4 separate regions of the Mus musculus genome follow, and regions 2, 3 and 4 are each linked to region 1. Evidence: chromatin contacts called from public ChIA-PET, HiChIP or PLAC-seq and Micro-C data. All regions are on one chromosome and are shown on one strand. The core of a region is the stretch at or near the end of the contact, and the rest is flanking DNA. Distances in the headings are between cores, read along the strand shown. Region 1 holds the start of Klf13 (Kruppel-like factor 13). Region 2 overlaps Mtmr10 (myotubularin related protein 10). Region 3 overlaps Trpm1 (transient receptor potential cation channel, subfamily M, member 1). Region 4 overlaps Trpm1 (transient receptor potential cation channel, subfamily M, member 1).

Region 1 (7,351 bases), core at 2,259-4,758:
TTGTTGCGTTTCTTTGTTCTATTCATTTGCTCTAACACTGACTACAGAAATGTAGGCAATGGTCCAAGAGACTACTAGGGAGGGAGGGGTCATCACCTTGTAGCTAAGCAGGAGGGGCAGCTCTTTGCAAAGGACATCCATACCAGAGGAAACCCTTTGCTAGGGACCCTTGGTCTTCCGAAAGGCACTAAACATCCCAGCTTTCCAAGTGGCCAGGCACAAGCCACCAAACCACAGCGAGGCTTGGGAAAATTGCCGGCTACCTTTAGCTAAAGCGGTGAAAATTATCACTCCTGCCACTATTATTCTCGAGGGGGGTATTCGGGTGGAGCAGATGTGGCAAGGCATCAGTCAGCCAGTACCCTACTAAGTAAGATCCACAAACCAAACCGCCCCAGAGCCAGAGCCTACTCGGAAGTCCTGAGAAGATTAAGTCACTCCCTGGGACCATCTTGCTGAATCCTTTCTGTGCCCAAGAAACACCCTGTCTCTTAAGAACATGAGTTACTTAAGCGCTTCAAGGTCTAGCAATGGCTTCCCAGGGCTTCCCGGATTAGAGGCAGAACCAGACTCCACCCAGGAGCAGGCATCTGAAATGGGCAACTCTCATCATCAGACTCACCTGGGTACCAAATAAGATGCAGCCTAGACATCTACAGGCCTCCCTAACCCCGCTCTCAAGAGGGCCTGGAACCTTACAACCCCAGAGGTGCAGCCTCCCTCCCTCGGCACATATGGAGAGCGGCTCCGATTACCTACTCTTAAAACAAACCGAATAGCACACTATTGGCACTAAAAAGAAGGCCGACTCTATTCTTTCTACCTGCTCTGAGTTTCCTGGCGCTCCGAAGAGAATGGCTCCCTTTCCATTACGGAAGATGCGGTCCCCAGCGCCCCCAAACGTTTTCTAAACGCCAACTGAGACTGAAAGGAGGAGCGAGCCAAAAAGGAAAAACATCTTGGACCCAACCCGCCCACGACATCCAGCCCCTCCCCTCAGGCAAGCCCTCTGCATTTCACCAGATCGGCTACCGGGTGCTGCAAGTGGGAAACCACGGTGAAATATTCTGCACCAAGATTTCTCAATTCGATAGTTCGCCGAACACCCCCGCCCCAACTCAGCACTCTTGGTCCATCAAGTTCTGAACCAAGCTCTCTGCTCCTCCCCCATGGCCACACCCACCCCAGCAGCGGCTTTCCCGAGCAGAACTGGGAACCCTACACAAACCCCACCCACCTTCTGGGCTCACAGACCATTAATTTCGACTCCGAATGCCGGGAGATGACAGTCTTCACTCAATCCCATCACCTGCCACGTGGTTTGAGGGACCACAGATAAGGGCTGAGGACCCCCCCCCCAACCCCCGGCCTCTATAGAGAAAGTTCTGACACCTCCCTGGCCTAGAGCTCCGGCTCGTTCCATTATGAACACACGGGCCTTGAGCTCTAGTCTCCACGACTTGCATGTCTAGAGCTTCTCGGTCGGTCACTTAACTGTTAGCAACAACAACAACGAAAAGAACAGACCCCGGTAACAAAGTAACGGAATTAAGTATTTTTTGCAGTGAACTTGAGAGTTAACTGTTACGAAAGAGTTTCTGTGAGCTCAAAAAAGGAAAAAACAACAACAAAAAAACCCCAACCAACCCTAAATGTTTGTGTTAACACCAAAAATGGAGGGGGGAAGTCGGACTTCGACATCAACTACCAAGAGTCGAGCTGCGAAGCGGTCCCCGGAAACCAGAGAGGCGAGTGACCTCACGCCATCCCAGGTTTCAGGCTCAGGCCGGCCGCCCTGGTACAGGTGCCACCTGCCTGCACACAGCCCAAGAGCAAGTGAGAGTTGGATCAGAAAGGTCAGTGAACGGAGCGCGCCTTCCTAGAGCAAGCGCAGCCCCCTGCGGCCGGGCGCGCCCCCGCCGGCCGGATGGGCTGGGGCTCCCACAAAGAGCCGTGGGGTAGGGAGCGAGGACTGGGACCGCCCCCCGCGTCGGCCAGCGCCGCCGCTGGGTCGGGTTGCGACAAATTAAACCTTAGAGCCCTGGAAAAATTACAGGAAGAAGAGAACGAAGAATGTGCCGAGTGGCTGAAGGGAGCCCTGTCCCCGCGTGAACTTCGCCCGCCCCAGCCGGCCCCTCCCTCGCCAGAGCCCGCCCGGAGGCCTGGGAAGAGGGGTGGCGAGACTCCAGCTCCCCGAGCACCTACGCCCCAAAAGGGAGCGCCGCCTGCCCCCCCCCCCAACCACCTCTAGCGCACCTGCCCGCGCCGCCCGCAGCCCGGATGACGACATCTACCCCCGCGGCCCCGCCCCAAGAGCCTGGGAGGGGGCGTGCCCGATGGGGGCGCGGTCGCCGAGAGGGCGCCGGCTCCAAGCGCCACGGCCAGCGTCACGCGAGGCCAGAGCGCCAGGACAGGGGCGCGGCTGCGATCGCCCTCAGCTCATGGCTCCCCGCCCTCGGCCCCGGCCCCCTCTAGCGCTGGGCCCGAAGCTCTGGGGGCGTGGCCGGTCCCAAGCAGTCCCTAGTCCGCGCGTTCGCGGCGTCCCCGCCGCCCCACTGACCTGTGTGAGTTCTCAGGTGCGCCTTGAGGTGCGAAGATTTCCCGTAAACTTTCTCGCAGCCCGCGTAGTGGCACTTGTGCTTCCTCTGCGGGGACTCGAGGTCCGCGCGGCTCCGGCCTCGCCGACCCCTTTGTCTGAGGCCAGGCTCGCCGCTCCCCGCGGGGCCGGGCTCCTGCTCCAATGCCGCCTCCGGCTCGCTCCACGCGGGGCTGGGGGGCGCGGCCGGCGCGCCTGCTTGTCCCGGGGAGGCGGGCTCTGGGCCGGGTGGCGGCGCAGGGGGCGCAGGCGGCAGGCGGCAGGGGGTCCTCGCCTTGCGCGCAGCGGCCCCTTCTCTGCGTTCCGCGGGGGCGGGCGCCGGCGCCTGCTGGTTGAGGTCCGCTAGGATCCGAGCCACCACGAAAAGCGAGGCGCTGTCCTTGCCGTCGCGGCGCTCGTCAACGCGGGGCAGTGTGGGGGCGGCGGCGGCCGCGCCCTCGGGCCGGGGTTCAGGTCCTTCCCGCGGCTCGTGCACGACTGCGCGGCTGGACATGGACACGAGGCACTCGGCGGCAAAGTGGTCCACATAGGCGGCGGCTGCCATGCTGCGGGCTAGGGCGCGCGGTGCTCTCGCAGGAGTCGTCAGCGGCGCATCCGCACCCACGGCCTCCGGGAGCGGCGGGGGGCGGGGGCGCGGCGCGCCCTCTTCTCCGGCTGGGCTGGGCTGGGCTAGGCTGGGCGCGTAGCCGCTTCTGCCGTCACCCGCGCGGCTCCGCGTCCGCCTGGCCGGGCACTGGAGGGTGAGCGCATGGGGGGCTCCAGTAAGGAGGGTCCGCGTGCGGCGTCAGAGTCGGCCTGTCTTAGGGACGTCGAGCGGAGGCGACGTTAGGCACGACCCCTGCAAGTTGTGGTCGCAGTTCCACCGTGCATTGTGGCAGGCGGGACAGCCTCCGTGCGCGCCGCGGCTCGGTGTGGGCGGACCGGCCCCGGGGGTGGGCGGGGCCGGGGCCACATCTGGACCCGACGTCAGCCCCCAGCCACATCCTGGCGGCGCAGGTTACAGGCGGCAGCGGCCGCAGGGAGCAGCGCGCACGAAGGGGGCGGGGAGCCTGGAGCGCCTCAGGAGGGGCGTGGCCAGTGGTAGACGCGAACTCCATTGGCTCTTGAGTACTTTATGCAGCCAATCCGGTCCTCGAGAGGGTTCTACTGGCCGCGGGACCTGCGCGCGCCAGTGGGCGTGCCCCTGGGCCTGCAAGAGGAGGGGCGGAAATCGGAGCCGGGCGCGCGGCGCGCAGACGCATGACGTCCGAGGGTGGCGGGCCGCTGTGTAGCGGCGCAGGGCTGGGGCGCGTGCCTCCCGCAGCGGGAACCCCGCCGGCCCTTTCCATGCCAGAGCTTTTGTGAGCAGGCAGCAGTGGGTGGCACGAGGATGGCAACACTGAGCAAGACACCCTGTGGTCGCTCCGCCCGCCGGGAGTGCGGGCAAGGTGGCGTATCGGTCCCTATGGGACCTAAGCGGCCGACCTCGCCTATGGGCGGGACATTACCGAGCCTCACCCCACCGCAGCGGAGTTCTCTGGTGGCCGGGTTTGCATTGCCCATCTCCAGCCACCTCCTCACCCCGCTCCTATTGAGCTCCGGTTCTCTACGCAACCTTGGCCCGAGCCTTGTCACCACTGGGGCCGCCCCGCCCCCGCGCGGCCGAACTGCCCTTGAGCCTATGTTAACCTGGCTGATGCAGGACCCACCACTGCCAATGCTGAGGGAGTGAGCTACGTGCTGGGGCTGCGGTCGCGGCTGTTCAGGGAACACGGGGCCCCTTCCTCCCCCTTCCTGCCCCAGGCCTGCTGCCAACTTCTCCAGGCCGCCCCTCTCCCACCGCGGTCCTGGAGGCTTCAAACACCACCAGCTGCGAGGACCCCGCCCAGGGCGCCCCACCCATCCACTGTCTGGGCCTCTGAAGGAAATGCTCCGCTGCGTCCTGCCGGGGCCTTCCAACTAGGCCACCTTGCTCTAAAGTCTAGACACACATTCATGTTCTTTCCTCTCTGAACACTAGGCCATCATCAGAGAGACCCGTAGCTTCCAACTGCCTTTGAACCAATCTTAACACACTCAAAAGACTTTGGCCGCAACTGGCCTCTGACCTGTGAGGGTAGGATCAGCAGCCTCTCCTTTTCATTGTGGATGATACCTTAAAATAAGTCAGCCACCAAGTCAGGGAGACCCGACTGCCGGTTGGTCGACCCCAGTGAGCTAAAGAAGGGTCAGTCACCTCACTACTGGTGAAAATTAAGAACCATGGCTCTGATTTCAAGTTCTTCCCCAAGTTAAATGGGAGCCTAAAATAGAAAAGACTTTGATTTCTGATAATTGAGGAAACTGAACAATTTGGAATTTTCAGTTGTGAAACTTTAGGTTAACGTTTGAACACCCCGAGTGTGAGCACACACCCTGAATTTCCACACCATTGGGCTGCTGTTTTGTGGAGAAGCTGGATCAGGGCTTTGTAGGAGGGTCTCCACTTGGCAGAAAGTAGTCATCTTTGTTCCAGGCAGATTATGTTGATGGCATTTAAGAGACTGTGTCCTGACCAAGTGATGACTCAGATTGCTCCTCTGTTCCCACCACATGCCACAGACAGTCATCTCATTGGGAAAGAGCTGGCCCCTACACTGCCTTTCAGTCCATGCATGTCTTTCTGTCCCTCTGCAGCCAGGGGCATTCTGCAGTACATAAAATACTTTTTGGTTGGGCGTGGTGGCGCACGCCTTTAATCCCAGCACTTGGGAGGCAGAGGCAGGTGGATTTCTGAGTTCAAGGCCAGCCTGGTCTACAAAGGGAGTTCCAGGACAGCCAGAGCTACACAGAGAAACCCTGTCTCGAAAAACCAAAAAAACAAAACAAAAACACAAACAAACAAAAACACTTTTTGGTGGTGTCCTCCACGGTGGACCTTCCTGGGACATACATATTCACTGGACTCCTACATTATAGGTTTCTAGGATAGAACTGCATCAATCAACCCTTCTGACATACCCCATCCAAGCTTTCTTCCTGATGGTCTCCCAAAGGGTTTTCTCCTTTGGATATTATATACAAGAGGCATTACCTTGAGTGGTTTCTTACCAGTTCACTCACCAAGTACAAAATGATTGGGGTCTCAAAATTGAGGCCTTTCTTGTCCCAAACCCAGATAGAAATATCCTAGGGGTACAGCTCTACTCTCCAGTAAATATCTCATAGCTCTAGGTCCATGTTTCTGTGCTAGTAGGATCTTGATAACAATAGTATGGGTAAATGAGATAGGGATGTTTCCTTTTAGCTGGAAAGAAAAGGAGAAACTGAAACAAAACAGATCAGAGTGAACCAAGTGGGAGCAAATGAACCATAAGAGGACTAATGACGGGTGAAGTTTTTTGTGTGACGGTGGTAGTTGTTCCATTTGGAACCTCTGAAACAACCTCAGATATAAGCTAGAAACCTCAACTGTAAGACACGAACATGGACAAGAGCAGAAGAAGCAGCTGCAGCCAGTAAAGCTGAAATGTACCCATAGACCTAAGAAAATGAAAGCCTGAACTAGGAAGGAAAGTTTCCCCACAAGGTTCACAAATGGTGACACTGGATGTGGAAGGGAAAGGGACTTGAACTAAGAATGATGATAAATGATTGTACTAGAGTCTGTTGAGAGATGTTTAGATCGGCTGCCAGCTCCATGTAGCCTCACAGCTTCCTTCCCCTTCCTCTTCCTGAGGAGAGACTGTCTCTATCTAAAGGAGACAGATGAGTCCCCAGCGTCAGAGGCAGTAGTGCGCATGTGCCTACTGATACCTACACACCCCTTTCGGGGATTCCATGGCACAGGGAGCCAGGAGCCTAAAAGAGGCTTTTGGGCTGAGCTAACCAGGCCACAGAGAATGATCAAAACAGTCTGACATCCATAGCTGCTCAAGGATCCAATTAGCACACTACACAGAAGGCCACAGTGAAAGGTGCCACTTGACACAGGACTTCTGATCCATCTCAGTCCTTCCCAGGCAAATAAGAGTGGGCAGCTGAGCTGACATGTCAGGAAACCCTGCATCAGGAAATACAAAGGCACAATAGGGTTGGTTTTTGTTTGGTTTTATTTTTGTTAAGTTGTAGGAAACAAGCCATATAGAGAGAAGTAAACATCAACAATACAGCCAATAATATCAACAGGGAAATGTAAAAGGATACCACAGTCTGCAAAGGGAATGTATGTGTGAAGAAATATTTAGGAGTAAAAGAAAGAGTTCTTGAAGCATTAAAGCAAAGTAGCAAGCATATAAATGACAAAGACTTCAGTGGAAAGACTGAGAGAGAACATTAACCAGAAAGAATCCACAAAAGCATAAAATGGAAAGAGAGAAGAAAATTAGAGAATCAACCAGGGGGCTGGAGAGATGGCTTAGCGGTTAATAGCACTGACTGCTCTTCCAAAGGGACTGAGTTCAAATCCCAGCAACCACATGATGGCTCACAACCATCCATAAGGAGATCTGACTCTCTCTTCTCGAGTGGAGTGACTGAAGACAGCTACAGTGTACTTACATATAATGAATAAATAAATCTTTTTTTAAAAAATGAATCAACCAGAAAGTGCTTTGGTCAGTTAATAGCAACCTTGACATGATGGCTAGAAAAAAAAATCACTGATGAATTAATTAGTCCAAGGGAAGTCTTGACAATCAGAGAACATGTGTTGGGACAGCCATGGAGAGTAAGGGCCTGAGAGAAAATCCCCACACTGTATCTTACCACTCTTGAAATTTCTGAGTATCAGGGAAG
Region 2 (7,351 bases), core at 3,393-5,892, 390 kb after region 1:
ACAGCAAACTATGTTCTAAAGTGGCTGAGTAATTGCAGTTGGGGATCACAGTTTGTGCACCAAGTCAGGTCTGGCCACTCATCCTCAGTGAGCCAGTAAAGGGTTAGATTAAAAGTGGAAGGTCAACTGGGTGTGGTGGCGCACACCTTTAATCCCAGCATTTAGGAGGCAGAGGCAGGCGAATTTCTGAGTTCAAGGCCAGCCTGGTCTACAAAATGAGTTCCAGGACAGCCAGGGCTACACAGAGAAACTCTGTTTCGAAAAGCAAACAAACAAACAAAAAACCAAAAAAACAAGACAAAACAAAAACAAAAAAGTGGAAAGTCGGGAAGGGGCTTATTCAGTGTGACCATATTGGGAAGAGGGACAGAGATCCAGCAAAAATCCCTCAAGTCCATCGGACTGAGTCCCGAGGTGAGATAGATCAGTGTTTAATAGAGGGCGTGCACAGCTAAGCCGTCCAGTCAAGGTGTGCTCCCACCCAGCACTGTCTGAGTCTCAGTCCCATCCTGTTCAGTGTCTGACCAGTTGTTAGTACTCTCAAGTCTCTCCCTGGGAAACAAGCTCACCCTCTGACTAGCACCTTTTCCTCCCCGGTACAAGATTCCTGGGGAATCCCCGTTTCTCTGGGGTCTGATACTCAGATCTAGAGATACAAGTGTCTCTTTAGACTATCTTCACCTGACAGACTAGTTACAGCTGGCCCACATTTTCCTTCTCAGCGTGGATGAGGATGCTGGCGTCCACACCCTTACAGCTCTGTTGGCTAGCGCGCCCCGCTCAGGCACAGGTGAAGGGTGCACGTCAGTGTGCTTTTCCTTTACGTTTCTCTATGGTGTTTCACCTGCTGTTGAGTTCTAAGACTTAGATATGCATTCTGGATGCACACTCTCTTAATCCTACACGATCCACGAGCATTTTCTCCTACAGCATCCTGTCTGTTCATTCTTTTGTCTTTTGAAACACTAATTTAATTTTTTTGAAGTATAATATCTCCATTTTAACGGATCATATTTTTCTTTATCATATTTAAGAACTATTTGCCCAACTCAAGGTCACAGAGGGACATTTCCTTATGTTTTATTTTATAGAATGTTTATATAATTTTAGCTCTTAGAATTTAGTCCTTTGATCTATTTTGAATGAATTTGTGTGTGTGTGTGTGTGTGTGTGTGTGTGTGACAGAGAGAAAGATAAGAGACAGAGAGAGAAGGTAAGAGGTTGAATTATCTCTTTTATGTGGATATTATGTGAAAAGACTTTTTTTAAGGTTTATTTATTTATCTGTAAGTACACTGTAGCTGTCTTCAGACACTTTTTCTTCTCTCCAGCCCTGCTTGCTCCAGCCCTGCATACTCTGGCCCAAAGATTTATTTATTTATTGTATGTAAGAACACTTTAGCTGTCTTCAGACACCCCAGAAGAGGGCATCAGATCTCATTATGAGAGCCACCATGTGGTTGCTGGGATTTGAAATCAGGACCTTCGGAAGAGCAGTCAGTGCTCTTAACTGCTGAGTCATCTCTCCAGACCCTTGAAAAGACTTTTATTTCTCCATTAAATTGCCTTGTTTTAATGAAAATCACTGAATGTAAATGGCAAAGTTTATTTTAACTATTTTACTCGGTTGAGCTATGTCAGTTCTTTATGCTACTACCACATTATCTTGAGTACCATCCTTGTTCAGCAAGCTTTAAAGTTGAGACTTTTAACTACACAACATTGTCTTTGAAACTGTTCCAACTACTCTGGGTTACTTATATTTCCATGTAATTTCTAGTGTTAAAAAAAGGCCCACTGGAGTGTGTATATGACTGTGTCGGTTACAGATCAGTTTAGAGAGGATATGTCTATGGAGTCCTCCAAACTGTGAAGGGAATGCCTCCCCATTTACTCTGATCTTCCTTCATTTGTTAGCAGTGGTTGCAAGTTTTACTGCACAAGGTTTAGGCGGAGTGTATTAAATCTCTTGAGTATCCTTAATGTATTCTTATGTTTCTGTGATTACAGTGTTTTCTTAACTGCAGTTTCAGGTTTATTCTATACTCATTATTTTAGAGAGAGAGTTCTTGTGAGCTTACTCTTTTATTTTGGTAGTTATTTTCTGAACTCAAACATTTTTTCTGGTATATGTGTGGTATGTTATGTGCATGTTCATGTGTGTAGAGGCCAGAGATCAACATTAAATGTCATTGTCCATCACTCTCCGCCTCCTTTTTTGACAGTGCCCTTCATTGAACCTGGAGCTCATATATTTGGTTAGCCTGGTTAGCCAGTGAGCTCCAGGGATCCACCCAGCACTGGGCTCATAGGTGCTTACTCAGCTTTTTATGTGGGTGCTGTGGGTCTGATGCAAGTCCTCCTCCATGCATGGCAAGCACTTTACTCGCTGGGCCATCCCTCTCTTCCCCATCCTTGATCTTTAACATACAGGGATTACAACTAATGACAAGTACAGTTTTTAAATCTCTTTGATACTTTTGCCTTTTATTTCCTTTCCTTTGTCTAATTGTTCTGACTCAGCCTCTTGTACAGCATGCTGTAGAAGTATTGATGGAGACATATTTGTTTCATTTCTGATTTCAGGGGGAAAGCATTCAGTCTTCAACCATTATGCATGGGGTATTAGTTGTAGGGGTTGGGAGAAGCCTCTGATATGCTTTCCTTTAATTCCTAGTTTGCTAGGAGTTTTTTTTTTTTTAAATTAAGAATAAATATAGAAGTATATCAGATGGTAGTTTGCCTCTAGATAATATTATTACATTTTATTTTATAATTATACTATTTTTTTGTCAAATGCTAAAGCAATTTTGCTTTCTGGGGAAAAATTCCTGGATTTTTCATAGTAATTTGTCTTATTAATATTTTATTAATGAGTATTACATTTGTATTTGCAAAGGCTGTCAGTTGATAGTTTTCTCATCATTTTACCTGGTTTTGATGTGAAGGTAATTCTAAACTCATTTAAAAGGACAATAGCTGCATGACAAGATGCACAACTGTGATATTAGCACTAGAGACATAGATATAGAAGGTTCATTGCCACCCTTGGCTTTATTGCAAATCTGAGGCCTGTATGGATTACACTGACACCTTGTCTCAAAAAACAAAGATCTGTGGAGAAACGGAAACTAGCTGTAAAGGGCAGGAAGGAAGTGCTTACTACCTTTTCACGTGATGGAGACAGTTCCGCGCCATCATTCACTTCTGAGTCATTGGCACGTGAAGGACGTTCTCTCTGGAGAGACAGTGTGTGGGTTGTCTTCTTTTGTTTGTTTGTTTCTCTGTATAACCCTGGCTGTCCTGGAACCGCTTTGTAGAACAGACTGGCCTCAAACTCATAGGAATCCACCTGCCTCTGCCTCTTGAGAGCTGGGATTAAAGACATGCACCCCCACTGCCCAGTAGAAGACGGTGTTTTATTTACTATCCTTGACAAAACAAGAGCAGAATGCATCCTAGAAATACATTCTACCCTAAACTATGAGAAGTAAAAGATGTGAGCACTGCTCTGCCTGCCGTTGGACCCTTTCCCTCCTACTGGGTGGCCTCGTCCAGCCTTCGTGTGAGGAGAGATGCCTCATCTTCTTGCAACTTGATATGAAATGTTTGGTGGATATCCCTGGGAGGCATGCTCTTTTCTAAAGGAAAGGAAGAGTGGATGAACGAAGGAGGGGTGGCCAGGACAGGAGAACGGAGGGAAAACTGGTTGGGATATATTACATGAGAGAAGAATAAACAAGAAAAAATGTGTGCAGTGAACTGCTGTTATCTGCCAATAGTGACATATGAGAGTGCATTTGCTACTGAGCCCCACGGTCAGTGCATCAGGGTGGAATGGCATCTTCAGTGTGGTGGAGTGAATTAGCATAAATATTGTGTTTAGTTTTTACTTACTGATGACTTGCTCTGATACTTCTCTTGGTTCATATAGATTTCCAATAAATATAGAACATGACTTGTAAAAAATAAGTTTATTATATTTGAGAGCTGCTGGAATCCACTAAATTTTCTTACATAGACTATTTTGAAGGCAATTTAAAGTATAGAATGTTGAATTACCTAACTTACATTCAGGATTTCTCTTGGTCTTCATTTTCTTTCCATTTTATTGACAGAGGAGGAAGGCAGAGACTTGAGTTGTCTGGTGGCTTCTCTCATTCAAGTGATGATGGATCCATACTTCAGGACAATTACTGGATTTCAGAGTCTGATACAGAAGGAGTGGGTCATGGCGGGCTATCAGTTCCTAGACAGATGCAACCACTTGAAGAGGTCAGAGAAAGAGGTAACTAGTCCTGTTGCTTTCCTAGCACTTTTCAAAAGTTTGTTTATTTGTGTGTGTGTGTATGTGTGATGATTAGTGTTATGAAATATAGTGTGGCAAGGAGATATGTTGGGCCCATGCTAAGGTATGCCCTGAGGAATTACACTATTGGGAGAAGGAAGGGGGAGTGAGGACCTAGAGAAGGGGTAGAGGCAGACAGATGAGAGCAGAGCCATAAGGGTAGAGAAGAGGATGGGGCACAGAGGACAGAAAGAGGGGAGGGGAGAGAGAAAAACTGGGTACAGAGAGATTGGGGGCTGGAGTGCCTGGCAATCCCTTTATGGGAAGCCTGCCACCTGGTGGTGGTGGTTGGTGTTGTAAGCCCTGGGAGGAGCCTAGTGGAAGCACCTATAATCTGACAATTAGGGCATGCCAGGACATGCCTGTAGAGGTCGGAGGACAACTTTAAGAACTCAGTTCTCATTCTTCATGAGATTTTTGGGGTCAAAATCAAGTCTTCATGTTCATGTGGTAAGTGCAGTTACACTGAGCCATTTCATAGACCCCCAAACTAGCACCTTTCAAATATGTATGAGATAAATTTTTACCATTGTGAAAATGACAAGGGCCTCTTTAATTTTTCAGTATTGATTTAACACATTGTAGCTTTATTAAAGCCTAACTAATAGATTAGAATCCACATTGATGTAGAAGATTACCGTAGATACAAAGATGACCCCCTATCCTCTGCATCTTAGAGAATAGAGCCAACAACTTCTCTTCAAGCCAGTTGCCTGTAGGGTGTGTTGCAGTTTGTTCCCTCATCCCTGCACCTTAAACACATGGTCGAGTGGCTACCAAGCTGCACTGCAGCCCAGTTGTCAGAAAGTCAAACCTAGTGTGTCTGCACCATGGTGAGTATTTCAGCTGAAAGAACACATGGCCAGTGTCCCACTCAGTCCTATGTAGAAGCACAGGAAACAGGAGAAAGCAGAGCAGCAGGGCCATCCACTGTGTAAGTCCACAGTAACTGAGCGGATGATAATGACTTCAAAAGAATGATTATACGGATGATCAGTGGAATCAAGGAGAGGGTTGAAGACCAGAATGTATTGGAAGAGAGTACAGATGAACAGCTAGATGTAACAACAGCAACAAAGACAACTCAGGATGTGAAAGAGGAATTCAAGTGTCTCCAAAAATATTGAATTTTAGAAAAATGAAACAATAAATTGAATAAACTTTGTTGGAAGCCTCGCCAATATCAAGCATCAAGTGAAAACAGATTACCAGGATGTGAAATTGTAATAGAGGAATGAACTGAAACATTCAAACAGTAAGTTTTTAAAAGCAGGCATAGTACATGCAGTATTTTTGGAATATAATTTAAAACAACCAAACAGTTTAAAAGCTGGACATGGTGGTGCATGCCATAGAGACAGAGGCAGATATCTCTGAGTTCAAGGCCAGCCTGGTCTACAGAGTGAGTTCCAGAATAGCCAGGGCTACACAGAGAAACCCTGTCTTGAAACCCCAGTCTTAAAAGACCAACTAACCAACCAAACAAACAAAACAACTTAAGAGTCATGGACATAGAAGAATGAAAAGAGATATGAGCCAGAGACTACTGAGTAAAATAATAGCAGAAAACCTCCCAAGTTGGGAGATGGACATCCAGATACTGGGGATTTTAGAATCTCAAGCACTTATGACTAAAAAAGTATCCCCAGCTATCACAATACAGCTTTAAAGTGTGTGTGTGTGTGTGTGTGTGTGTGTGTGTGTGTGTGTGTGTGCGCGCGCGCGCGCGCGCACACATGCAGTGCCTGTGGCAGCCAAGAAAGGGCATTAGAACTAGACTCTCCTAGAACTGGAGTTAGAGGTCCCTGTGAAATCACCTGACATTGGTACAGGGCATTAAATGTGGGTCCTCTACTAGAATGGTGTTTGCTTCTCTGTTTCTGTGATAAATACCATAAACAAAAGCAATTTGGGGAGGAAAGGGTCTATTTCCCCTTATACTTCTAGAGGACGGTTGGTCACTGAGAGAAGTCAAGGTAAAAAGTATGGAGGAATGTTGCCTATTGGCTTGCTTCCCATGGTTTGCTCAGCTGTTTTCTATATAACACAGGATGGGATAGGACTGGCCTAGGGGTGGGATGTCCACAGTGGGCTGAGCTCTCCTATAATGACAGTTAATTTCAAGATGCTCCACAGACACCCACGGGCCAGTCCAATGGAGGCAGTTTCTGAATTGAGGTTCTCTTGTCCCAGGCTGACAGAAACCGACCAGCAAATGCAGCAAATGCTTTTAATCACTGGATCATCTCCCTAGCCCCACAGTAAGGTAGTTTCTAATAGTAAGCGTATAGGAAAATAAAAAAGACTCTTGAAGGTTGCAGCCTATTGTAATAGCAGCGGATTTCTAAGCAGAAACTCAAATACCCCCCCCCCCCAAACAAACAAAACTATAAACCCAGGTTATTGATACCAGCAAAGTTATGCTTCATAATCAAAAGAGAAATAAAGACCTTTCATCATAAGCTTAATTAACTAAGTTAATTAAAATCCATTAAGGAGTCTCAGCAAAGGGCACAGAAAGGAATCCTAGACACTGAGGAGGACGAGAAAACAACCAGGAAACAATATGTCTCACTAGAGGGTTTGATAAGCAGATAAGACTGAATCCAGAGTTATAACAAATGACAGGAGCCAGTTCATATTTATGAATAGTAACTCTAGCGTTTTAACATTTCAAGTCTCTAACTGAAAGACGCAAACTGTCAGAGTGTTAGATTAAAAACCAAGACCCGAGTATTTACCAGCTGCAGTAAATATACCTCACAGGCAGTAGAAGGATAGAAAAGGATACTTCAAGCAAATCGAGTCAGTAAGGAAGCAGAACGAGCCATGCTCACACCCAACACAGCAGACTCCAAAATTAGTTATGAGACTTCACGAAATGAACGATTAATAAAAACATTTAACAGTTATAAACATGCATGCATCAGATTCCGGAGTTATACAAAGCCAACATTACTGGACATAAGTACTGATCCCAATACAACAATTATGGATGGCATA
Region 3 (7,351 bases), core at 3,492-5,991, 300 kb after region 1:
CCTCTGGGTCCACTAGGAGTGCATATCCAGGAAGGATTAATTCAAGAGACCTGCCCAAAATGTGGTTAGCACCGGTTCATAGGCTACCAATGGGTGATATAAAAGAGAAAGGAGAGAAAGCCCAAAATGCTGGCCCATGGTGGGGGGTGGGGGAATCCCCCCCCTGGCCAGGATGTGAGCTGCTTTGCCCTCCTCTTCCCTCTCCACTACGATGAGTTAAAACAAGTCTTTCCTCCTAGAACTTGCTTTCTTAGGTATGTTGTCACAGCACACACACACACACACACACAAGTAACCAACAGAGACTATATTTTCCTAGAATCACACCACAGCTTAAACCTTGGTTTGTTCCTCCTCTCATAGGTCATCATGGGGATCCTTATCCCACCCACCATCTTGTTTTTGGAATTCCGTACATATGATGACTTCTCCTATCAAACATCCAAGGAGAACGAAGATGGCAAAGAAAAGGAAGAAGAGAATGTGGTCAGTGACACCCAAGAGGGTCGCGTGGCTCTCACTTTCAGTGTTAAGATTTGGTTTACCATTTAGAAAGCTTGCTAACAGGGGCACTTGGAGAGTTTTCCCTTGTTAAGTCCACTTTGTGCTGGAAAGGTCCACCTGCCATGTGTTGGGAATGGCCTAATCCCACCTGCAGGCCACCTGCCAGGTGTTGGAGATGGCCTAATCCCACTTGCAGGCCACCTGCCAGGTGTTGGAGATGGCTCATTCCCACTTGCAGGCCACCTGCCAGGTGTTGGAGATGGCTCATTCCCACCTGCAGGCCACCTGCCAGGTGTTGGAGATGGCCTAATCCCACTTGCAGGCCACCTGCCAGGTGTTGGAGATGGCCTAGTCCCACCTGTAGGCCACCTGCCAGGTGTTGGAGATGGCCTATTTCCACCTGCAGCCCGCCTGCCAGGTGTTGGAGATGGCCTATTCCCACCTGCAGCCCGCCTGCCAGGTGTTGGAGATAGCCTATTCCCACCTGCAGCCCGCCTGCCAGGTGTTGGAGATGGCTCATTCCCACTTGCAGGCCACCTGCCAGGTGTTGGAGATGGCCTAGTCCCACCTGTAGGCCACCTGCCAGGTGTTGGAGATGGCCTATTCCCACCTGCAGCCCGCCTGCCATATACTGTGCTGTTTTCCAGGATGCAAATGCAGATGCTGGCTCGAGAAAGGGGGATGAGGAGAATGAGCACAAAAAGCAGAGGAGCATTCCCATTGGAACAAAGATCTGTGAATTCTATAATGCGCCCATTGTCAAGTTCTGGTTTTACACAGTAAGGCCCTCCCTGACGATTGCCCTTGGTCATGTGGGGAATACTGAGAACTACAATGGGATCAAGAAAAACTTCTAAAGTTTCAAAAGGTGTCCAAAAGTTCATTGAGCTAAAATCAAAACTAGGACCAGCTGAGAGCTTTATAATTAGATCACAATACATTGTCATACATATTTTATGTATGTAAGGGTATTGGCTATCCGAGGCCCCCCATGATTTCCTGAAGCAAAATAGCCATATTCTATATGCTGAAAGGATTTTTAAAATGCTTTTAGTAATCAAAATTTAGGGAAGTTTTGTTTGGTTTTAAGATAGACAAAATGGGGGGCTGGATAGATGGATCAATAGTTAAAAGCACTGTCTGCCCTTCTAGAGTTCCTGGGTTCAATTCCCAGCATCTACATGGTGACTCACAACTGTCTGTAACTGCAGTCCCTGAGCATCCACCGATGCCAGGCACATGGTACTTAGACATACATACAGCCAAAACACCCACAGACAGAATGATTTTTCAAATAAATGTAAGAAAATGTTTTTAAACATTTTTAAACATTAAAATGACTAATGAATTAAAGAGCAGAGTCACAGATCCCTTTTCCCCACTAACTTGACATGGATATTTTCTATCACTTTAATACTGATCAGCCCGTAAAGAGAACAGGGTTCCTTCTGCTCATGGTACTGATGTTTCAGTCCCTGTCAGTTGGTCCTGGTGTTCTTGGACCTGTGGTAAGGTGGCGCACCATAGCTGGGAGTCTGTGGCAGAGCAGAACCACACTTCCCACAGCTGTGGAACAAAGGAAAGTAAACAGAAGGTGCTCAATCCCAATATTGCCTCAGAAGGCCCGCCCCCACTGACCTCCTTCTGGGCCCCAGCTCTTAAAGGCTGCACCACAGGCTGGGAACAAAGCATTTAACACATGGGCCAATGGGAGCATTTCCAATAGAAACAATAGCAAGGCTGAACCCAGATCATAAACACACTCAGAGTTAACGGAAGACTGTCTTCTCCAAAGCCCTCACCAAACAGATGTGCTTGGAAACAGCAGGTCATTTTCCAGGCTTGGGTCTGTCTATACTCCTTTGAAAATGAGGCTCACTAGTTGCAAGAGCAGGACAGGACACAAGAACAGATTGGAGCAGTCCCAGAGTCATGCCCAGAGTAGTTTGGGCAAAACGCCATTCTGGAGAGCCAGCTACAAAGAACCTCCCTCCAGACGCGCTCTTTCCCCATGTGCCTCAACTCTTCCCCCACCCCAATCCTACCCCTTTCCTTGTCAAAACAATAATTTGTTGTGGCCACAGAATATCACAGACCTGTCACTGGAAATTGGGGAGTGGGGGGCAGGGACTCTTAGGTCAGCACTGTGACCCTTCGCTGAGAATTCGTCCACATGGCCTCTCCTAGCTTCTCAGTTGTCCATCTACAACGCAGGAATTTAAGAGCAAGTTGGGTGAGACAGGAGTGCTAAGTCACCCTTGCCATTTTCGCAGAATATAAAAGACATACCAACAAACTACCAAAAAGGGTTCCTTGTAAAATATGATCCTTGCAACTTCATAACAAAGGTATAGTTGGGCAGAGCATAGGCTGTCTATGTCAGAGCCTGTACTGCACCAAAGTGTAGGACACCCCCAAGCTACCCCAGTTTCCGAACCAGTGATAGACCCACAGGAAGGATGTCCTCTAAGTAGGTCAGTCTATGGGAAGAAGCCTTTTGTAGATGAAGCACTGAATGTCATCCCTGAGACACACCTGCCATCTTTTCCTTCTTCAGATTTCCTACTTGGGCTACTTGCTGCTGTTCAATTATGTCATCCTGGTGCGGATGGATGGATGGCCATCACCCCAAGAATGGATTGTCATCTCCTACATTGTGAGCCTTGCATTGGAGAAAATACGAGAGGTGATTCTTGAAAAGTCTTGTCCCACCCCCTAATGGCTGAGTTCAATTTCCGATGCTAGTAATGCAGAGTTGTGTGCAGATGACGGCTCCCAGGGAGGCGTCACCATCTCCAGTCACTCCATTTGCTTGTTTCAGATGTATACACCCCCTCGCGCTGACTGAGTTTCAACTCATAGTTCAAAACGCAGGGAAAAATAAATGACATAATAATAGAACTAGGTTTGAATATGTAAACGAGCTACACCAAATGCTGCCAGCTACTTGAGATGAGCCAATAGTTCCAAATGGGCACAGATTTTGGCTGTCTTTTGAGACCTGAGAGCTAAACTGGAGTGATACATGAGATTGCACTTTTTAAAAGATGTGTGTGTGTGTGTGTGTGTGTGTGTGCATGTGTGTGTGTGTCCCACACACGCACACTCACACCCTTGCCTGCACATGCGCCTGAGAATGCATGTGCCCGTCTGTGTGAATGCACCCATCCATGTGGGTAGACTTGCCCATGCTCTCTTAGGTTAGCTTCATTTGTCTACCTTCAGGTTTGAAGCAGAGTCTCTGAAATGAGCCTGAAACTCACTGTTGTAGTTAGACTGGCTGGTGGGAAAGTCTCTAGATCCCTCGCTCTCTGCAACATTCCTACCCTCATCACAGTGCTAGGGCTATAGGCACACACCACCATATCCAGATGTTACATTACTTCCAGACATCCGAACTCAGGGTCTCATGCTTGCCCAAGAAGCACTTCACCCATAGATCCTCCTCCCCAGCCCTAGGAATAGCATTTATGCTGTAACTTTGGACTTTGGGTCACACTGTGCACTTGCGCAGTTGGTCTCTTGTTCACAGCGTGCATGGAAGAGAGGCCTGGAGGCCATAGGAGAAGGAGCTGAATAAGGCGTGGCTTCAGAAAGAGGCTGTTCACAATGTAATTCCACTGAAAGAAAAAGAAAAAAATCCTGAAAGAAGGGAGAGGAGTTGCTTACCCATATCAGTTGTTCGGCACCAAGCATAGCAGTGACTCCAATTACCCAAGGGCAGGCCTCCCAGAATGGGGCAGGTGTGGGCCTAACAGGAGCACCTGCACCAAATGGGTGGCATGCCCACCTGGTGAGAGGTTCCAGGGAACCTGGGTGGGGCCCAGAACAGCTGCTGCAAGCAGAGGGGCCCAGTTTCTAAAAGAAGTGCTGAAAAAGAACAGACACACTCCTACACGGGACATGGGGGAGTGGGGGTTAGCCAAGAAGGCAGTTTCTTCAGGAAGCGGAGGAAACACCCCTGAGGATGGGTCTTCTGCTGTCACCCACAAGTCTGAACTTAACTACATTCACTCCCAAACAGCAAGTTTTCATCCTGGCAGAACAGGAGCTTAAAGTGAAAAACCACACAGTACTGATTGCCGATCTTTTCCCTACGGACATAGAACCAATACTGTTGCTTCGTAATTACTGTTACTTTGTACTTACTGTTGAGCTCATCCAGTAGAGTAAGTGTGATGACTGTCACTGGTCAAATGACAGCTGAGCAATCAAGAGTGCTGGGAATTCCTTCTCTACCCCACCCTCTTGCATGACTCCTATTGCTTCTCTGGCTCGGTTCCATTAGATTTCTGTGGCTGTTACAATCCAGGACTTCCCAAAGGGCCTGTCTTATCATTATATAACGTGTACGATGCAGAGGTGAGGAGACACATATGTAGGAGTCAGAGGACGATTTTGGGAATCCATTTTTGTCTCTCTACCTTTACGTGGGTCTCAGGCAACCAAACTCAGGTCACCAGGCTTGTATGACAAGTAAGTGTTTTACCCACTGACCCAACTTGCTATCCCTCCATCAAGATCTGGATCCTGTGACTAGTTACAGGAGAGACAGGGCAGCTGTCGGCCAGTACACATGGCTTGCTGAGACATGGAGCCCTTCTGTGTTAGTTTATAGTCAGCCAACACTCCACTGGCCCTGGAATCCCAGGATCTCTCCATGATTTCCAAAGCTGAAGGGGTACCCTGGCATTGCTGCCTTGTGCCCTGTATGCCTCTGCTGTGTCTGCCATGACTTTATATGCATGACTCTGCTGGCTGAATAGTTTCCACTTTATTCTATGTGGAAGTGTCCTATTAGTCAGCGGTGACGCAGAAAAAAGGATATCTCAAACAGGAGGGGAAAATCTGGTTCAACTTTCCCTGACTTCTCATGTCTAACTTGAGAAGGAATTTTGGCAAGCCCATGTTTCCCAGTCCCATCCAGCCATCCTCTGCCAGGTGGGTCATCCTTCTGTGGTGACAGAGAACTTGTCCCTACTCTAGAGTTGTCTGTCCTTCTGTAGAGGTCTGGAATGTGAGCCAACAGGCATGAGTCCAGATCATTAAAAAGGGAATCAAAAGGCAGCTGCTCTAATTACAGCCAGAAGGAGACAATTTGGAAGGCATTTCCTGCGTCTATGAAACCCGTGCATCTAAGAACACAGAGGATTCTGTGGAATTTCCCCCTCTAGATATACCCTCTGCCAGAAAAATTCATGTGCAGAATTCAGTGCCCTGGCCCTGACTGTCCTGGCACTCTTATCTTTCCAAGAATCTAATGATGATAAGGTTTCTAATAGGATCCTCTCAGCTTACTGCTCTTTGGGGTTTACTTGTAGATCCTCATGTCGGAACCAGGCAAACTCAGCCAGAAAATCAAAGTGTGGCTCCAGGAGTACTGGAACATCACAGACCTCGTGGCCATCTCCATGTTCATGGTTGGGGCCATCCTTCGTCTCCAGAGCCAGCCATACATGGGCTATGGTCGGGTCATCTACTGTGTGGATATCATCCTCTGGTACATCCGAGTGTTAGACATCTTTGGTGTCAACAAATATCTTGGTCCCTATGTGATGATGATTGGAAAGATGGTTAGTAACAATTCCCCATGAGTAACCAGATAACTTGGCATTAGAGCACCAAACCAAGCTAGGGTGTGGCTTCCTTTGATTTCGTTTCAGTCTTTCCTTTGCAGCTGGCTTAACACATGCAATTGCCCTGCATGCTGACATCTTCATAAACTCCAACAGGAAGGCATGGGTTGCACATTTCCTATGCATGCCCTTACATAGACATTTATCTCTTACTGTGCACCAGGGACTTGATACATGGCATCTTCTTTCTTCCATGTCATATTTAAACTTAGTGTGATAACTACATTTATCAAATTTGTTCTGATTCGATACTGATTATATTTCAATAGTAAGAGAAAAGAAAATGTCCTTTGCTTTTCTAAGAATCTGCTTTGCAGTCCCAGGACATAAGAGAGCCTAAGTTCTTAGAAGTAGTCAGAGTTCAGTAGCAGGTAGCTGGGGAGTGATTAAGAACACTGGCTGTTCTTCCAGAAGACCTGGGATCTATTCCCAGCATCCACATGGTGGCTAACAACCATCTGTAATTCCAGTACCAGGAATCAAACACCATCTTCTCGCTTCTGAGTGCACTATATACACATTACATAGACATACATGCAGGCAAAGCACACATACACATAAGATAAAATAATTTTAAATTTAAAAATTAATTCGGCAACAGTTGTATCTCTATATACTTGTTCTGCATCTTGGAAGCTAGAACCATCACAGAAATGATTCACATCAGAATCTGGATTTCATGTTTTAAGAAGTTGCATCCATTTTAGAAAGCTCTCATAGTAAAATTCAGATTGATAACTCCCTAGCCTTTGGCAGAAGTCAGTGACAGTGAGACCTAAGGCTGGCCCCTACCTGTAACCCAACAGTCTTTGGTTCACAGGCTCCATCCTGGGGTGGCTATGTTCTTTGGGTGATTAGTATGAGAAAAATCCATGATGACATTTATTTCAAAACAGGTCACAGAATGTGAGACTGCTCACAAACCAGTAAGTTATTCCTGACTACTAAAATGGATTGTGTTAGGACTAGTCCCAGAATAAAAAGCCATCTTCTAAGTTATATAACAATCAACTCATGGGATAATAGAATAATAATTATTAACTTAATAGAGCCAGTGGGTTTGAGCTACAGGACATATGATTTAGTTAATTCCAGTAAGGACTCTTATACTCAGAGGTGTTCAAAATTAAGGATTACAGGATCTAGAGAGATGGCTAAATGGTTAAGGGCATTGGCTTCCAGAGACTCTGAGTTCATTTGAAACCAAGCAG
Region 4 (7,351 bases), core at 2,394-4,893, 280 kb after region 1:
TGGTTGGAATACAAAGCGAGAACAGGGTGACTCAGGGGAAGGCTGAAAGCCAGGATATGTGTTTCTGAGTCCTGCAAATACAATCCGGGACTGAATGCCAGGGTTCACAGAAGGCATTTTTGTTTTTAATGCAACAGTAAGTATCTGCTATCCTGTTATCCTGTGGTGGCTGGTGTACACCTTAAATCCCAGCAGGTGGAAGACAGAAGCAGATGGAACACTATGAGTTTGAGACTAGTCTGTTCTACAAAGTGAGTTCCAGGCCTGTAGGGTTACACAGTGAGAGACCCTGTCTTGAAATGAGAGGGAGGGGGAGGGGGAGGGGGGGGAAGCCCTACCCTGTGTGTGTCCACACTGCTTCTCCATCCAGCCATCAATGAATCCTAGCCGTCATGAGTAGCATCACTATGGATGTGGGTGTGCAAGTGTCCATTTGAGTCTTGCCATAAATTCCTTTGGGAATATATCCAGAGGTGGACTTCTGTCATAACTCATAATTAAGTGATAATTCTGTGTCTAAATTTTTGGCAGCTACCAAGATCTTTTCCATAACACTTTCATAATTTTACATCTGCACCCAGAGTGTAAACATTCTGCCTTCTCAGAAACGTGTGTTATTTTCTGTTGTTTTATATTGCTGTTTTACCATAACAGCCATCCCAGTGGGTTAGGATGGCATCTCAGCTGGCTTTTATTTGTGTTTACTTCATGCTGGTAAGCATCTGTGCCGTCCACTTGTGAAATTCTTTGGAGAAACAGCTATTCAAGTGTTTTGCTTATTTTTGAATTGGGTGTTTTGTTGTTGAGTTTTAGGAGTTCTGTATACAGTCTGATAATCCCTTTTCATATTTCTGACTTGCCATATATTCCCTTGTCCTATAGCAGCGGTTCTCTGCCTGTGGATCATGACCTCTTTGGAGGTCATGTATCAGACATCCTGCATAGCAGATATTTACATTCTGATCCATGGCAGTAGCAAAATTACACTCATGAAGTAGCAACAAAATAATTTTATGGCCTGGGGGGTCACCACAATATGAGGAGCTATGTTAAAAGGGTGCAGCACTAGGAAGGATGAGAGCCACTGTGCTATAGGCTGCCTTTACTCTTCTGGCAGTATCAACATTATCACTCTTCCCTTCCCTTCCCTTCCCTTCCCTTCCCTTCCCTTCCCTTCCCTTCCCTTCCCTTCCCTTCCCTTCCCTTCCCTTCCCTTCCCTTCCCTTCCCTTCCCTTCCCTTCCCTTCCCTTCCCTTCCCTTCCCTTCCCTTCCCTTCTCTCTCTCTCTCTCTCTCTCTCTCTCTGTCATTTTTTCCAGGCTGTAGCTGTTCCTACGCCTTTCCCCATGTTTGTGATACAGCAAAGAGGTCCAGGGTAGAGCTGGCCCCATGTTACTTGGAGTCTCAGCCCCCAAAACTCTAGGCTCGATATGCAGTATCAAGCTCCTGGTATTTCACTGTAACAGCAGAAAGCTGACTGATACAGAAGTAAGGAGTCTCTGAGACACGCATATGCCAAGTTCACCAGAGGAACTCTGGGAAGGAGAGTGGGCTGAAACTGGGCAGGGAAGATTGCTCATCAGTAAATAAAGACCCGTGGTGTGAGCATGGGTGAGAGCGGTGGGTGGTGTGAGCATCAGTGAGGCTGCTGATGGAGAGAACAAAATGAAAGTGAAGCAGGCTAAGGGCAGAGCCCAGCCTTGGCATTGAGAAGCACTGACCACACAGAAAAGAAAACCTGGAGCTTGTGGTGCCCAGGAACCTGGGAGAGATGCCTAAGGGAAGATGCGGCTATTGAGTCAGATGACCTAAGGATGTGACATGAAGGGAGCTGGGTGATGCCCTTGATGTGGGCATCAGTATTGTCGCTGGTGATCAACGCCAGAGCATTAGATAAGCAGAAAGATGCATCAAAGCAAGCAGAGGAAGAAGAGGAGGGAGTGTGTCGTGGACAACCCACCAGCAGAGCCTGATGGGAGGAAGGCAGTAGGGAGAGGCTGTCAGCAGAGGGTCCAGTGGTTCTGACACTGGCTGTGTTACCATGACAGGCCCCTCATCCCACACTTACCAGGGGATCAGGCCCACTTCTTTCTCCCTCCTATTCCACTGAGTGAGCACCCTCAGTCCTTGAGGCCTTCCGTCTGTCACTGTACTACATTGAGCCCTTGAAACTTCCAGTTCATCACCACACTGTAAGTGTCCTCAAGGCTCCTGAAGCCTCCCTCCCTCCATCACCACATGCATGTGCTCCTGAAGCCTCCCTCTATCCATCACCAAATGCATGTGTCCTTGAAGTCTCCATCCATCACCACATGTGTCCCTGAAGCCTCTATCCATCACCACATGCATGTGTTCCTGAAACCTCCTTCTATCCATCACCACATGCATGTGCCCTTGAAGTCTCCATTCATCACCACATGCATGTGTCCCTGAAGTCTCCATCCATCACCACATGCATGTGTCCCTGAAGTCTCCATCCATCATCACATGCATGTGCCCCTGAAGCCTCCATCCATCACCACATGCATATGTCCCTGAAGTCTCCATCTATCACTATACTCTATGGGCTCCTGAAGCCTCCATCCACCACCACATTACACAGCTCTAAGGTACCTGCCAGAGCTGTTTTAGCCATAATAATCTCTAGCTCACATTTCTCCCGAAATAGCAACTTGCATTATATCTTTTGCCTCTGACCCATTCACAGTCACATTCTCCCATCATTAGAGGACTATCAGCACACCTCTGGTACCTTTTAGTTTGTGTTTCAGCATCCTTTCCTTAAAATATACCCATCAATCAATATGTTATTTGCTTCAAATATACATATTAGGCCAACTAACTCTTTGTGCCCATCAGGAACAGTGGTTCACAGTATCAAGATCTTCTTCATCAGACTGCCAGGCCACAGTTGACTGTGTGTGTACATGTGTGTATGCCTGTGTGTGCTGGTGCATATGTGTCTTGGGTGTGTGCATGTGTGAATACTTATGTATATGTTCATAGCATTAACCATGGATGCATAACTTCACCACGTGCACACTGAGGCATTGTTTGCAGGAATAGGAATGTGTACCTTACAATGTGTACGTGCATCTGTACTATTCGTGTGTGTGTGTGTGTGTGTGTGTGTGTGTGTGTGTGTATGCACACATGCACATAGAGTTCAGGGTGTCCCTGTGCATATCTTAAAATGAGTGGGGGGTGGTCTTGGTACCTTTTCCCAATATGCTTGTTGTGGATTGCAGCCACTGGGAAGCCTGGCCCCTCCTGTGGACACCAAAGCCACAGAGAAGGAAAAGAAGCCACCCACAGCCACCACCAAGGGGAGAGGAAAAGGAAAAGGCAAGAAGAAAGGCAAAGTGAAAGAGGAAGTGGAGGAAGAGACGGACCCCCGGAAGCTTGAGCTGCTCAACTGGGTGTGTGCTCACGTGCTCGTGTCCTTGCCCGTGTGTCTTCAGAGTTCTGGACTGGCATTCCCCAAGTTCTCCGGAAGAGACTCCCTTGTTACCTTTGCTTCATCCCTGCCGGGATGGGGGACAGATGGGTTAATGTCAATACTTCATGGCAATAGTGTGTTCACTTCAATGTAGCCGTCGGTGGTCACAGCTGTTTCGTAAGGAGGAGTGGTTGTCCCTGTGGCATATGCTTGCCACTGCAGAGGGAGACCTGGAAAACATGCATGATGGCTCCAGCCTCCCAAGCCGGAGGCTAGCTACTGCTAACCACCTATCACTCCTTTCTACACTACCACTTCAAAAGGGTTTTGTGGCATGAATTCTAAATATGTGGTTTGTTTCCCATATTTTCCTGCCCCAAATGTCTGCATGTCTGCCAAGCAGAGAGAGCTACTACTGAGTAAATGACCAGAACTTCCTTTCAGAGTGGTACCTTGGTTCCATAAATAGGAGCGTGTGGTCATCACTCACCCAACGGCACCCTAGTGGACTATGACATGCCCACATGGTCTGACCACTGCCAAAAATGCTCCCCAGTCAAGGAAACAGCAGAGAGAAACTTAGCAGGGCAAACGCTGGGATGGCTATCTTTAATTCATTAGAAATTTGTTTAGATTCATTTTTACTATTTTACATGTGTAAGTATTTTGCCTGCATATGTGTATGTGCACCACCATGTACATACACCTAATCCCTACAGAAGTCAAAAAAAGGCACTGGGTCCCCTGGGATGGGAGTTAGCAGGGAGGTTGTGAACTAACATGTTAGCCCTGAGAATTGAACCTGGGTCCTCCTCAAGCACAAGAAGTGCTTGTAACTTCTGAGCCAACTCCATGGCCTCTTTGACTCTTTTTGTTGTTGTCGTTTTGTTTTGTTTTGTTTTGTTTTGTTTTGTTTTGTTTTGTTTTTCGAGACAGGGTTTCTCTGTGTAGCCCTGGCTGTCCTGGAACTCACTCTGTAGACCATGTTGGCCTCAAACTCAGAAATTCGCCTGCCTCTGCCTCCCAAGTGCTGGGATTAAAGGTGTGCGCCACCACGCCTGGCTCTTTGACTCATTTTTAAAAGATAGAATCCCTTACAAACTTTGACAGAGCATGAGGGGACCAAACTGAAAGCAGAGGGGAGAAGGTTAAGGCATGGTTATTCAAAGGAAACAACCTTGGGAACCACAGACTGTCGTGCAGGCCCTTAGTGCAGCTCTTGACAGTCATATGTGAGGCCATGGGCTCAATTTCCAGCACCAGGTTAACAAAACATGCCCCCAACACACACATGCATGCACGCACGTGCACAAAGCAAACAAACAAAATATCAAAACATTCCGGAACTTTCCATGGGATGTCCTAAGGTCTCATGCCTGGAGTCTTCTGGGAGGCCACTCATGGTCTCCCTTCTGGATTTCCTGCAGGTGAATGCCCTGGAGCAAGCCATGCTGGATGCTCTTGTCCTAGATCGGGTGGACTTTGTAAAGCTCCTGATTGAAAACGGAGTGAACATGCAGCATTTCCTCACCATCCCGAGGCTGGAGGAGCTATACAACACCGTGAGCATCCCGGGAGGAAGGGTGGAGGCGAGCTAGCACCGCGAATATGCTCATCATTGATGCATATTATTCCCCCCAAAAGTGGGGGGCAGAGTATAGACTGGGGCAGCTTCAGCCAGAAGACACATATGTAGTGAGAGTCATCTCCTTCTCACTTGCTCCTGGACAGTGTGCATTCATCATATTCTTAGCAACTATGCCATACCAGACAGCCAGTCCTTCCAGCTGCAGTGGACAGATGATCCTCGCTGTGCAGTGGGCTCACATCTTTATAAAGCCATCTCTAAAGTATCCTAAGATGACAATGTACTTGATGGTCCCAGCCCACTGAACATCACGACTTAGTAACATAGACCACTGAAGCATCAGGCATCTCCCTGGGGCATGGGGCTTACCAGGAGCTGCAGCTCATGGGACTGTACATCACTAGCCTGGGGAAAGGGTTCCGATTCTGTTTATCTAGAAGGCCTGTGTGGTGCTCGTGCCAACAGGGAAAAGTCTAAAATCAGCCAGACAGTAAGCCTGCATCTACACGGTATGCTTGTGAAGCAAGAGGACGTCATACCCTAAGGCATCAGCCAACTGAACAGTCACCGGGGTTGTTACTCAGTTGTTGCTTGGGATCCTCGAGTGTCCAGGGGCTACACTGAGAACAAGGGTTAGCAGTCAGGAGCGGTGCTGTCTCAGAACAGGAAGTGGTAGGATGCAATTTACTTTGCCTCCACTAGAACAATTCAAGTTTTAGAAATTTATAACTCCTTCCCCAGTCTGACCTTCAGTGGCAGAAATGGTGTAAAACATGCAGGTATTTCACACTACAAGAACACCGAAAGTATTCAAAGTATTTCACACACGTTTGAGTGGGGTAACCACAGCCAGTTGTCTTATAAAGGAACTGAGCCAGGAGTACACTACAGGCTCCACATTTCAGTGGGGCAAGATTTTGCTCAAGAGTTGACGAGCCAAGTGTGCTTACTGTGGCTGATGCTTCCCTTTCAGAGACTGGGCCCACCAAACACCCTTCATCTGCTGGTGCGGGATGTAAAGAAGGTGAGCCCATTTGCCCCCTCTCAGCCCTCTGCCAGCATCCATCACTAAAGTAATTCTTAAAGATAATCTTCTGTTTTTAAGATATTTTATCTTCGGATTTAGGATGTAGGGAATAATGATTTCATCTGTTCATAGTAAGAGTTTACTTATAACCTCAAAGAGCAGAACAAAGGGCCAGGGACATAGATGGCTGTAAAGTGCTGGAAAGCGTGAGAACTGAAGTTGGGATTTCTGGAATCAAGTAAATGCTAGGTGGGGTCTTATGCGATGACTCCGCAGGTGAAGGTGGTTGCTGATGAGTTTGATTGCCTGAGTCTCATCTCTGGGACTCATATGGTAGAAGAAGAGAGCTGATTCCTACAGATTTTTCTCTGACCTCAACAGGTGAACTGTGGTGTGCGTGCTCAGGCGCACACGCACACATACACACACACACTTGCTCTTTCTCTCTCCCTCTCCATATACATTTACATATGCATGTACATATACATATCATTTTTAAATCTAGTCTGGATGGGTATGATACCTGCCCCCTCCATAACTGTAGCCTGCCAGAGGTAGAGACAGGGAATCCCTGAAGTCAGCTGGCAAGCCCCAGGTTCATTGCAGGCTCTACTTCAGTATATAAGATAAAGAGAAGTTGAAGAAGACACCAGAAATCAATCTTAGATCTCCATACACATGTGCATACATGCACAAACACAGATACATATATGCATATCAAAAACCACATTCAGATGATAAACAAAAATAAAACTTGAAATGGTGGGTGGGCGAGGGGGCTAGAATAAACTTTGTCACAGCCTAGGAACGCACTGACAATTGCTTGGTTATAGTAGTTTTAGCACCAAGGTGACCTCAGAAGTGTCAACAGGAGGCTCCCCAGGAAGTCTGTATGTATGTCCTATGGACTGCATCAGAGGTTCTCTTAGCCTTTGCAATCTCTTAGGGAAGCTGCTCTCCTCACTCTCCAGGGCTCCCCACTATGGACAGACTGTGTTCCTGTGGGGTTTCCTTTCTCAGTCCTACCCTGGCATCTCTTGTGTCCTGCCATCACAAGTTAGAGATGAGATTAGATTCTCACAGGAGCAACCCGTCTCCCTAGAATGAGGGAATGGGACTCCTGGACAGCCTGGTTACATTTTGTATCGATAATCAGTTCTAAGAATATGAAAAAAATTATTTCTACAGAGCAGAATAAAATCAGTGGATCTGGGAAATGGGGGGACCTCAGAGGCCTCTGGTCTAGAGTCTTGTTCCACACACAAGAATTCTGCTTCCTCCCTCAAGACCCAAGTGGA

What was found. A called contact is a pair of places that touch in the nucleus more often than the background predicts. ChIA-PET counts read pairs in DNA pulled down with a chosen protein or histone mark. HiChIP or PLAC-seq counts read pairs in DNA pulled down with a chosen protein or histone mark.
Region 2: an H3K4me3 HiChIP or PLAC-seq map of bone marrow-derived macrophages shows a contact between it and region 1, with 4 times the contacts expected there. The contact joins the enhancer-like site here to the promoter of Klf13 in region 1. A contact is called at or near these places in 8 of 39 promoter capture datasets (the 3T3-L1 cell line, 3T3-L1-derived adipocytes, the C10 cell line and 3 more), 5 of 484 Hi-C or Micro-C datasets (the HL-1 cell line, adipose-derived mesenchymal stem cells, cerebellum and 2 more), 11 of 115 datasets of contacts at active chromatin or transcription factors (DN3 thymocytes, the SCID.adh cell line, bone marrow-derived macrophages and 8 more) and 2 of 9 other capture datasets (liver and macrophages).
Region 3: a contact with region 1 is called in a Micro-C map of muscle stem cells, with 8 times the contacts expected there. The contact joins the enhancer-like site here to the promoter of Klf13 in region 1. A contact is called at or near these places in 1 of 39 promoter capture datasets (pre-B cells), 1 of 484 Hi-C or Micro-C datasets (muscle stem cells), 4 of 115 datasets of contacts at active chromatin or transcription factors (the SCID.adh cell line, bone marrow-derived macrophages, extraembryonic endoderm stem cells and 1 more) and 2 of 9 other capture datasets (adipose tissue and liver).
Region 4: a contact with region 1 is called in an RNA polymerase II ChIA-PET map of memory CD8 T cells, with 120 read pairs. The contact joins the enhancer-like site here to the promoter of Klf13 in region 1. A contact is called at or near these places in 1 of 39 promoter capture datasets (pre-B cells), 3 of 115 datasets of contacts at active chromatin or transcription factors (bone marrow-derived macrophages, memory CD8 T cells and pancreatic cancer cells) and 1 of 9 other capture datasets (pancreatic islet).

The regions. Positions count from the first base shown.
Region 1 is chr7:63,935,407-63,942,757 of GRCm38.p6, forward strand. It overlaps Klf13 (Kruppel-like factor 13), which reads right to left and starts at 3,509. Exons shown (of 2, transcript NM_021366.3): 1 at 2,561-3,509. The coding sequence starts at 3,140.
Region 2 is chr7:64,322,534-64,329,884 of GRCm38.p6, forward strand. Mtmr10 (myotubularin related protein 10) reads left to right here. Exons shown (of 16, transcript NM_172742.2): 13 at 4,119-4,288. Among named protein-coding and RNA genes, the nearest start is that of Mtmr10, 39 kb to the left of the region's middle. Within about 2 kb of position 4,643, at least 66 of the 459 cell types and tissues checked have an H3K27ac peak or open chromatin away from gene starts, as enhancers often do. A contact at or near this core is called in the HL-1 cell line, the SCID.adh cell line, bone marrow-derived macrophages and 1 more, where this site is marked.
Region 3 is chr7:64,234,595-64,241,945 of GRCm38.p6, forward strand. Trpm1 (transient receptor potential cation channel, subfamily M, member 1) reads left to right here. Exons shown (of 27, transcript NM_001039104.2): 18 at 364-486; 19 at 1,152-1,283; 20 at 3,062-3,190; 21 at 5,826-6,077. Among named protein-coding and RNA genes, the nearest start is that of Mir6416, 12 kb to the right of the region's middle. Within about 2 kb of position 4,742, at least 44 of the 459 cell types and tissues checked have an H3K27ac peak or open chromatin away from gene starts, as enhancers often do. A contact at or near this core is called in muscle stem cells, where this site is marked.
Region 4 is chr7:64,214,243-64,221,593 of GRCm38.p6, forward strand. Trpm1 (transient receptor potential cation channel, subfamily M, member 1) reads left to right here. Exons shown (of 27, transcript NM_001039104.2): 11 at 3,248-3,418; 12 at 4,866-5,000; 13 at 6,000-6,050. Among named protein-coding and RNA genes, the nearest start is that of Mir211, 12 kb to the left of the region's middle. Within about 2 kb of position 3,644, at least 11 of the 459 cell types and tissues checked have an H3K27ac peak or open chromatin away from gene starts, as enhancers often do. A contact at or near this core is called in bone marrow-derived macrophages and memory CD8 T cells, where this site is marked.